2 separate regions of the Sus scrofa genome follow, and region 2 is linked to region 1. A link is a contact called in public HiChIP or PLAC-seq data. All regions are on one chromosome and are shown on one strand. Each heading gives the region's core, a stretch centred on a gene start, on an enhancer-like site or on the middle of the called end of the contact. The rest is flanking DNA. Distances are from core to core; before and after follow the strand shown. Region 1 holds the start of DNTTIP1 (deoxynucleotidyltransferase terminal-interacting protein 1). Region 2 holds the start of ACOT8 (acyl-coenzyme A thioesterase 8).

Region 1 (4,844 bases), core at 709-3,208:
CTTTACTGCATGCGGGTGGGTGGACTCAAATTTGGTTCGGTAACAAAAAGAGGTATTCAAATTACCCCCAAAGAGGAAACATGTTCTTGGGGGTTCAGAATTGGAACATTTTAGATATCTGCATGTACCAGAAAGAGCCAGGGAGATTGGCCTGCAGGAAAGGAACGGCCCTTGAGTCTTCACTCCTATTACTTTGTGTCCTTCTCACCTTCATGTACTTGTTGAAGACAGTCTGGATCTCCTCATTGATACTAGGCTGCAGAACAGCTCGGAGGAGATCCATGGAGATGGCAGGATCTGTGAAGCTGCATTCAGGAGGGAGACACAGTCAGGAGGCATGTCCCAAACACATCCTTTGCTAGTCTACCCAGCCAATTAGTTGCACAAGATCCTTTAACAACAGTAAGAGATAATTTTACTGAAAACTAGCTATGTGCCCAGGTTCTGGGCAAACCACAGAGATGCAGAACTTTATTTCATTCTCAAAACACTATGAAGTAGGCATTTAAAAGTGTTCTATAGAGTATAATACGAACACAGAGAAGTTCCTATTGTGGCTCAGCGGTAATGAACTCAACTGGTGTCCATGAGGATGCGGGTTAGATCCCTGGCCTCGCTCAGTGGGGTTAAGGATCTGGCGTTGCCACGAGCTGTGGTGTAGGTTGCAGACGTGGCTTGGATCTGGTGTTGCTGTGGCTGTGGCGTAGCATGGGAACTTCCATATGCTACAGGTGCGGCCCTTAAAAAAAAAATACAGAAAAAGTCTATACGCTTTGTTTTAGTGAACAGGTGAAGAAATATATATATATATATATATAGCCAGCATCCCAAAGACTCATCCTGTGCTCTCTCCCCTACTCTGAGATGGAAACTATTAGCCCCACATTTTTCCTAACTTCCATGCTATTCTGCCTCCTGGAGCCTTCAAACACAGAACCAGTGAATGTGAGGGATCCTGGGCATTGCTTAATCAACCTGCCTCCCTCCTGTGCACAAGTTCAGAGGAGGAAGTGACTTGTTTAAGGTCACACATATAGTTACAGAACCTGAATCTCCTCTTTCTACTGGTCAATGATCTCTTCTCAGCTTGGTCCAGTGGGGAACCAAAAGCGGCCTTCCAAGCCACAGCCTGGAAGGGAAGTCCCACCCAGGGTCAGCCTTACCTTGTTGTCATCTGTGAGCGGCGGCCCCTTCGCTGCACCTGCCGGTGCTTTATCATTATGTTCCAAGGGTTCTGTGGGGGACCAAGGGAGCAGAGGTCACCGAGGTCGGTGACACTGGGGTGGAGGTGGAGGGTGGGTGTTAAGTTAAACCTAGACATCCCCGCTTCTCAGGCGCTTTCATCGCGGCTCCCACCTTGGGGGAGGGGGAAGGGCAGTGGTTGGAAAGCCCGGCTAGGGAAGAGGAACCGAGGAAAAGTCCCAACCGCACTTTTCCAGGAACGTCTGGAGTAAGGGAACTAGTGTTTACCGAGAGCCCACTCTGTGCCTGATGATATGCGAGGCGCTTTATCCTCATTTATGTCCCTCCCCACAACTTTACAAGGCACCTTTCCTTTCGAGAAGAGGAAACTGCAGCTCAGGGGCTTGACAGGGCCGGCCCACGTCACCTAGCTAGGAGGGCAGCACCAGAATTTGAATGAAGCCCGGTCGTCGGACAGCGACAGGGCCAACTCCCTCAGCAGCCCCAGCCGCCGCGTTCTCTCGCCCGCGGGCAAGGGTCCCGGGAGCCCGAGGCCCTGCCCGGCCCGAGCCCAGGCCCCGCCGGGGCCTCCCCGATGGCGCCCTCACCGTGAGAACCAGCTGCCCCGCTGCGCCCGCGTCTCCCAGCTCGGGGCCGCCCCGCTCTGCCCCGCCGGGTCCCCGCGGCTGCTCGGCGTCGCCAGTGGCCCCCATGGCGCCCCCGGCCCCCACAACTCCAGCCCAACTCTGCCACCGGCCGGAAAGTGGCCCCGTGACGTCATTGGAGCGCGCCGCCCACCGCCCCGGAAGCGGGACGCGGCGAGCGGCGGGGTTACCAGGGGAACCGAACCGCTGCGTCTCCTCAGGTACCCGACGCTCAGGGGCAGTTTGGGTGGCTGGGCTTCCTCCAGGGAGCGGCCGCGCCTCGGATGTGCACTTCAGTCAAGGATCGTTCTGTGGCCGGTCCAAGGCCCTTGGAGAAGTGCGAGGCAGGAGGAGGGGAGAAGGTTTCCACCGGCTGGGGTTAAGGAGCGGAGGGGAACGTTTGGTATCGTTGCACCAGCAGTTGTCTTCGAAAACTAGATTTTAATATGCCCGGGACACAGCTGGAATTGAATGGGCCTAATGCGAGGACCCCGAAACCCAACAAGAGGGAGGGGGTCTGGCTCTCACCTCAACACCCACCATTCTCTCCCAGGGGTTGCCTCTTGGCGTCTGAGGGCATCTGAAGGAAGATTCTGGGCTCCTCTCCCCAGACGGGTGATTCTAGGATGAGCTGGGCATGCAGGGGTTTAACAGCTGTGGAGTTCCCCAGAGCCTTAGCTCTGCATTAGACGTAAGAAGTCCCTGAATAGAATTGGATCTACTTATGAATGAGTTACTTTTATCAGGTCATAATGTGGGGTAGTAGGAAGTGTATGAATTTTTTTGTTTTTTTGTTTTTGCTTTTATTTTGTTGTCTTGGCCCATGCCGGTGGCAGGCAGGAGTTCTTGGGCCCTTGCCACAGCAGTGACAATGCCTGGTCCTTAACCCACTGAGCCACCAGGGAACTCTGAAAGTGTAAGTTCTGCAATTAGAAAGATCTGAATTTAAATCCACTATAATATGATTAAGAACACTGACTATGGAATTGGACTGTTTCCTTTGTCCTACCACTTATTAGCTGTGACCCACATCTACTTCTGGGCCTCAGTTTCCCCATTGGTAGGTCACTCATAGGGTTGCAGTGAGGATGAAGTGTATTAATTCATGTAAAGTATTTGGAACTGTGACACTAGTAAACCCTCAAACAATGCTGTCATTACTACTATCAAATTCTAGCAACCGCCACTTAACTTAATGACCTTGGGCAATTTTGCCTCTAAACTAGTTTTCTTACGTTTATAAGATGATTGTGAGGAGGAGTTCCATGGTGGTTCAGTGGGTTAAGGATCTGGCATTGCCATTGCCGCAGTTCTGGTTACCGCTGTGGTGCAGGTTCCATTCCTAGCCCAGGAACTTCCCCCATGCCATGGGTGTGGCCAAAAAAAAAAAAATTGTGAGAAATAAATAAGGTATATAAAGCACATATTGGATCATCAACAAATATCAATCATCTCCTTGCTCCAGTATCAGCCTTTTTTTTTTTTTTTTTTTGCTTTTTAGGGCCGAACCCATGACATTTGGAGGTTCTCAAGTTAGGGGTCGAATTGGAGCTGTTGCCGCTGGCCTACACCACAGCCACAGCAATGCCAGATCTGAGCCTTGTTTGTGACCTACACCACAGTTCACAGCAACGCCAGATCCTTAAGCCACTGAGCGATGCCAGGGATCAAACCTGCATCCTCATGGATGCTAGTCAGATTCATTTCCACTGAGCCACGATGGGAACTCCTCCAGTATCGATCTTAAAACAATAAGGCAACTTCCTGGCACCAAACTCTTTGGCCCTGTTGAGGTTTTTGCCTTGAGCCTTGAATGTTCCCTGCTCTTTAACTTTATGGGGCTAAGCAATGCCAGTGGACATTGTTAGGTATCATGGCTGACCAAAGTCATAAGCAGGATAGATAAGGAAAGGGAGTATAAATGGTCGAGACTACTATTTGAGTCATAGCAGCTGTTCTCTTGGTCATACAGTCCATGAATGGCTTGTGTGAGTTAGAGGGACCAAGATGTAGGTTTTCAGTGCCTTTGTATTAGTTTGGAACAAACTCAAATACTGCTTTTCTGTAGTTTTTGGATAGTTTCTTTTTTCTTTTTTTTTTAAGATTACAAAAATTTGTTTAATCAGACATTTCCACTTTGGGACTTTGATAAATGGATGGTTTCTAAGTAGTCCATTCCATTCTCTGTTTTCTAGGTTGCTAGTTTGGACAGGAGCCATGATGCATTTTATTAGCTTTGGTTATTTTCTTTAGTCGTGTCTCTAGTCCTTTCCTCTGTCATTTCAGCTATAGCTGTGTCCCTCCAGAACCCTTTAGGGTCCTCTTTGATCCTTTATCCAATGGGTATCCCTCCATTTCCCTAGCTGTCTGTCCACTGATTCCTCATTGTTGTCCAGGGGTGTTGTGTACATTGCAGAGTTCCCATCACATGTGTCTGTGGGTAGTGCCAGGAACTTTCCCACACGCTGGAAACCAATCACTTTTCTTCCTGTCAGGTGAAAACATCCTTGGGGATTATTGCGAAAGGGAAGACTTTGGGGCTGGGTTCAGGCCAGTTGCCCTTCCCTTGGTTGATATTCGGGCAAGGTGTACACATCTGGCCTGAACTGAGTTCCCATCTCAACTCTCCGCATCACCATCATGTCAAGCTGCCTCTTCCTCCTGAAAGCACTTCTTGCTCTTCCGTCCATGGCATCCTGGGTGACTGCAGGAGAACATGGTGAGCTATCATTTGGGATCCCTGGCTACGAGTAACAGAAAATGACTAGAGGAGCAGTCATCCCCTGCCCCCTCCCAGAGTGAGGCTCCTCATTCGGGGAGGTGGTCTTCTCTGTAGGACAGAACTGGATGCATAGATTCTTGAAGCAGCCAGGATAGGTCTTCCTTCCTTCCTTCATTCCTCCCTTTCTTTCTTTTTTGGCACACCTGTGGCATGCGGAAGTTCCTGGGTCAGGGATTGAATCCCGGTTGCAGCTGCAACCTATGCCACAGTTTCAGCAATGCAGGATCCTTTAACCC
Region 2 (5,091 bases), core at 436-2,935, 60 kb before region 1:
CACTTCTTCCTCTGCACACTGCTTTTAAAGCGTTTATCACATACTAGTCAGGTTACCCGAATCGCTATGCCATCTCAAGCTCTTTGACAGCAGGTTTCGTTACTGGCTCCTCTACATTGTCTGTACGAGCAGAACCCTGGACCTCAGACTGGGGAAAAAAACACAGCCTGCTCCCTAGATAGGGAACTTTGACCAAATGTCTCAACCCAGAAGTCTCAAACTCAGATATAGTTTGATTCTCAGAGTTGGCCCACATAGGGTGTGTTCAAATTTGAATTTTCAATTTTTAAAAAGTGGACAAACTCACGGAAAGCCTGGATTTCTGACTCCATTTGCCCTAAATCTAGGAACACTGGCTCATTTTCACATGGCAACCATCAGCTGAAGTTGATCAAACAGGGCCTGTGCTCCATTTTGCCCAATTCACACGTCTGTTCTCCCTAGCACAAAGACCTGGTTTTGGTTGTTCTTTCCTCATTGTTTTTCTTATGGTTAAATTAAAAGTTAAACTTTCTTACACTAGGCTGTTTCACCTGAGTCCTGAAGGCAATTGAGTGTTCAACCATTAGCTTAGCCTCCAAGTCTGTTTTCTTATCTGCCAAATAGAAAAATAACCTTTGCCTATAATTTTCAGTACAGCTCTGCAGGGTAACACGGATACCAAACAGAGAATGCTGCTTGGACCATGGGAAAGTGTTTGAAAAACACAATTTTTTAAACCTCAGGAGCTCAAGAACCATTTACAGAATGAATGAATCAATGAATGATGAATGAATGAACAAACAAACGAACCAACAATTGATCAGTATTACTGCTTTGTAAAGAGAAGACTGATGAAGAAAACTCTGGCCACGGCGTTTTTATCCATTTGTGAAAGCCATACTTTGTGTCTGGGATACGGCAGGTGCTTGAAAAATGGGACAAACTGCCGTCACTATGAATTCCAGAAAAGCTGTGCATGAAGGAGTGAGTGAAGGTGAAGTGGGCAAGAGTTACGCCTGTGAAGGTTTAGCACTTTTCACCAGGCACACAGCAGGTGCTCAATGAGTGCCTGTGGAATGCTCAGAGACAGGGGCCCAGCTGCACTCCCTCCTCCAAGCCGCCCTCCAGAGGGCCATCCGGCCTCCTCCCCACCCTCCTGCCCCGCCCTTACAGGATGTCCTCGCGGATGGAGGTGCCATGGTTGAGGTTGTGGAAGCGGACGGAGACGCAGTCCCTGAGAATGAAGGAGCACCTGTTCTCCTTTTTGTAGGCGCTGAAGCACTCCTTGAAGTCCTCGTAGGTCTTGAAGCAGCTGCCTAGCTCCATGGCCGCCCCCTCAGCCCACAACAGGGGCTGGCCCCAAGATCCACACCAGGGGTCAGAGGTCACACTGTGAGGTTTCTACAGACTGGAGTGGGCCCAGGAGGCCTTAAGGGTCGGCCCGGGTCGGGTGGCCTGTTACGGAGCTCAGGAGAAGCCCTCAGCTCGGGAGGACCTAGGTGCACTGGGGGGCGTCTTTGCTACTGACAGAAGGGAAATGACACTCAGCCCTTATTATCCATTCTCGGGGCTCCGCCCCATCACTGACACATCCAATCAGCACCAGCCTCTCAGACTGGCACTCACTTTTTCCAATCGCTAGAGAGTAGATGGGCTGGCTCAACGGAAAACCGACAGGGGCATTGACCAATCATAACCTGCATCCCGCTTTCCCAGGGCCGGCCGGATACTTCCGGTTATTTAGCTTTTTGCCGGAGGCTGCGCATTTTACCTAATCTCCGTGTGAGCAGCTCGGGGCAGAGTCCTTGGCGAGCTGTAACTGAACTACATGTCGTCCACGGAGCCTCCCGAGGACAGACAGAGCGGCGACGATCCACCCGGGGACCTCCGCAGTGTCCTGGTCACCAGCGTGCTCAATCTCGAGCTCTTGGACCAGGACCTCTTCAGGTAGTTGGCCGCATCTGGTACCCCCCGCAACCCGCCCGAGACACAGTGGGACAGGGGCTCCTGATATTGACTGCTGCTACCCCGTCGCCCCTGTCCGTAGCCCCCGGGATGAGAATTGACTCTGCGTAGGATGCCTCTGCGCCGATTGGGAGGGAACTTGTGCCTGACAAAGCTGCCCAGGTTTCCTCCTCTGCACAAGGGGTCAGTGCAGCCTCACGGAGGTCCTCTCAATCTGAACAAAAACAGTGGTGACCCAAGATGTCCTTCTCAGCAGCCTCCCTTGAGGAGTCATATCCCAGGGGGAGCCAGCCCAGAAAGGACAGTGATTTGTCCAAGGACGCAAACTTATCTGCAGCTCCTACGGGGAAATTCACTTATTTGCTCTTCCCTACCCCATCCCCACCACCACTAGGTGGGGTCTAATAGCTATTCATTCTGAGGCCTGAGCCAGTTTCCTTCCTGATGCCACTTTAATTCTTGACTGTAGTGGAGGGTTTAACAGCTTAGGCTTCCAAGGCTCTTCTTGGCTGATTGGAAACTATTTTAGGCATTAACTTAATTTCCCCCATTTTAACAAATTACAAGTAACTCTGGAGAACTGTTTGCTATGCATTATGTGAACATCTTGAGCTGGGATGTGAGAAGTTGGAAACCTAAATTCTTTTTTTTTTTGGTCTTTTTAGGGCCGCACCCGTGGCATATGAAGGTTCCCAGGCTAGGGGTTGAATCGGAGCTGTAGTCACTTGCCTATGCCACAAGGCCAGATTCGAGCCATGTCTGTGATCTACACTACAGCTCATGGCGCCAGATCCTTAACCCGCTGAGTGAGGCCAGGGATCGAACCTGTGTCCTCATGGATGCTAGTCAGATTCCTTTCCGCTGAGCCATGACGGATGCTCCATGGAGACCTAAATTCTTGAGCTGCCACTGGGCACAGGCACAGGACAAGACTTGCCTCTAGGGCCTCAATTTCCACATCTGTACACTGAAGGGGTCAAATTTGAAGTCTGAGGGCCCTTCAATCTCTAAATCAAGTTCTTCGAAGAACTAGGCTATAAAGTTGAGGGGTGTGAGTGGCAGACCTTAATACAGTCCACTCCCAGCTTTGGGGGTTCGTCTTTGTTTACTTAAGGCCTTGAGAGGCTTACCCCTTACGCTGGTATGGGAAGAAGACATGGGGTCAAAAGACCCAGATACTTCTCAGGATGGAAGTGTTTGAGCTGTGTGACCTTGCTCGAGTCAGTTTCTCTCTTATGCTCCCTGTTCTTGTAGTGTAAAATATGGGAATTGCTTCATTAGCCTTAACTGAAGTCCATGGACGTTTTGGGCATCCTAAGGCCTTGAAGTTTTAGGTAGAGAGATGTCAGGATATTTGCCTGGGGAAAGGATCTATGGCTTTTAGCAGATGCTCAAAGGGTCCCAAACCCCAATCAGGTTAAGAGATCTTTCACTAGAGGCTCATCAAAGGTTTTTGGGATTTGGCCTAGCCCCCAAGTCTTTCCTGCTTTTCCCCTCTCCCCACAGAGGAAGGCATTACTGGGTACCCTCAACCCAGCGGCTGTTTGGGGGTCAGATTGTAGGCCAGGCCCTGGTGGCTGCAGCCAAGTCTGTGAGCGAAGATGTTCACGTGCACTCCCTGCACTGCTACTTTGTTCGGACAGGTAAACCACCCCCTCCCTACCCCACCCCAGCTCTGGTGGCCCAAGCAGCCACTTCCCCGCCTTGGGGAGGAAGAGGGAGAGAGGTGGAGGGTGGGGGGAAGGGAGTGGGATGCTCTAGGGAGCCTAGAGAGGAACAAGGCCTGAGGCCAGGAAGAGCCTTAGACCCCATACCTGCTGAGATGCTGTGTACTTGTTTTCTGGCCCATGGTGGCACAAGACTCGGCAGCTTCACTGTTGCCAGGGGGTTTTTTGTTCTTTATTCTTTACACACCTGGGGTCAGCCCTGTGCTGAATTCTTGGAGGATTCTGTAACCTCTGCTGGGCGTTTGGAGGCTGGCAGCTTAACTTGGAGAAGAGAGCACCAGCCTGGGAATCAAAGAGACTTTGGGTCTGGTTTGAGCTTTGCCAGGTGACCTTGAGTGAGATAACTACCTCCCCAATCCCTCCTTCATCCCACCTAAAAAATGGAGGAGGGGCAGACCAAGCAAGATCTCTATAGCTGCTTACTGCTCTCAGGTCAAAGGAGAGAGTAATCTTTTAAAACCCATGTGCGCTCTCTTTCTCTCTCTCTCTCTCTTTTTTTTTTTTTTTTTTCTTTTTAGGGCCGCACTCGCGACACATGGAGATTCACAGGCTAGGGGTTGAATCGGAGCTACAGCTGCCGGCCTACATTACAGCCATGGCAACACCGGATCCAAACTGCATCTGCGACCTACACTGCAGCTCATGGCAATGCCTGGATCCTTAACCCACTAAGCGAGGCCAGGGATTGAACCCGCAACCTCATGGTTCCTAGTTAGGTTCGTTTCCTCTGCACCACAGTGGGAACTCTGCCATGCTCTCTTTTGAGAAACAAAAATCTCACTCTTTTTCCCTCATTCCTAAGCAGATGCTCCCAATTTCAAGAGTCTCTGTCTTAATAGTCCCATCAGCTGAGGAGAATTGATGGAACTTTACAGTATGTGATCTGTATTAAAAAAACAATGGGGTCCCCCCTTCACCTTACAAACATAAAATAGTTAATAGTAAATACTATTCCTACTGCATTCCCTTGCCCCTCCGGCCCCATCCTTTTATTTCCTGTCCTTACATGACAATCACTGTTATAAAGTATTTGAATACTTACCTGGGGCTAGCCCCTCTCTTTATGCTAGTTTGGGGCACACTTGCCCTCGGTTTCCTCAGTTTGGCTGTAAACTTCAAAAGTGCCAACGTTTTGATACTGGAATCCTACTAACAGTGAGACATTTTTGTTTCGTTTTGTACAGGTGGAGGCATCACCTGATGCCGCTGAATTGAATCTTACTGGTATCCATGAGGATGCGGGTTTTGGCCTCTCTCAGTGGGTTGGGGAAACAGCATTGCCGTGAACTGTGGTATAGGTCACAGATGCAGCTCGGATCCCTTGCTGCTGGGCTGTGGTGTAAGCCAGCAGCTGTATCCCCGACTGGACCCCTGGGAACTTCCATATGCCTAGGGGTGGCCCTAAAAAAAAAAAAAA

The links. HiChIP or PLAC-seq counts read pairs in DNA pulled down with a chosen protein or histone mark.
Region 2: a contact with region 1 is called in an H3K27ac HiChIP or PLAC-seq map of skeletal muscle. The contact joins the promoter of ACOT8 here to the promoter of DNTTIP1 in region 1. A contact is called at or near these places in 2 of 5 promoter capture datasets (fetal liver and liver), 23 of 47 Hi-C or Micro-C datasets (alveolar macrophages, blood, embryonic fibroblasts and 13 more) and 2 of 2 datasets of contacts at active chromatin or transcription factors (alveolar macrophages and skeletal muscle).

Annotation. Positions count from the first base shown.
Region 1 is chr17:47,991,772-47,996,615 of Sscrofa11.1, reverse strand. It overlaps DNTTIP1 (deoxynucleotidyltransferase terminal-interacting protein 1), which reads right to left and starts at 1,958. Exons shown (of 13, transcript XM_001928813.6): 1 at 1,791-1,958; 2 at 1,164-1,234; 3 at 209-305. The coding sequence starts at 1,895. WFDC3 (WAP four-disulfide core domain protein 3) reads left to right here and starts at 1,872. Exons shown (of 3, transcript XM_013985426.2): 1 at 1,872-2,047. The coding sequence starts at 1,894.
Region 2 is chr17:48,050,929-48,056,019 of Sscrofa11.1, reverse strand. ACOT8 (acyl-coenzyme A thioesterase 8) reads left to right here and starts at 1,685. Exons shown (of 6, transcript XM_001928889.4): 1 at 1,685-1,929; 2 at 3,454-3,590. The coding sequence starts at 1,811. It overlaps ZSWIM3 (zinc finger SWIM domain-containing protein 3), which reads right to left and starts at 1,541. Exons shown (of 2, transcript XM_013985404.2): 1 at 1,154-1,541. The coding sequence starts at 1,308.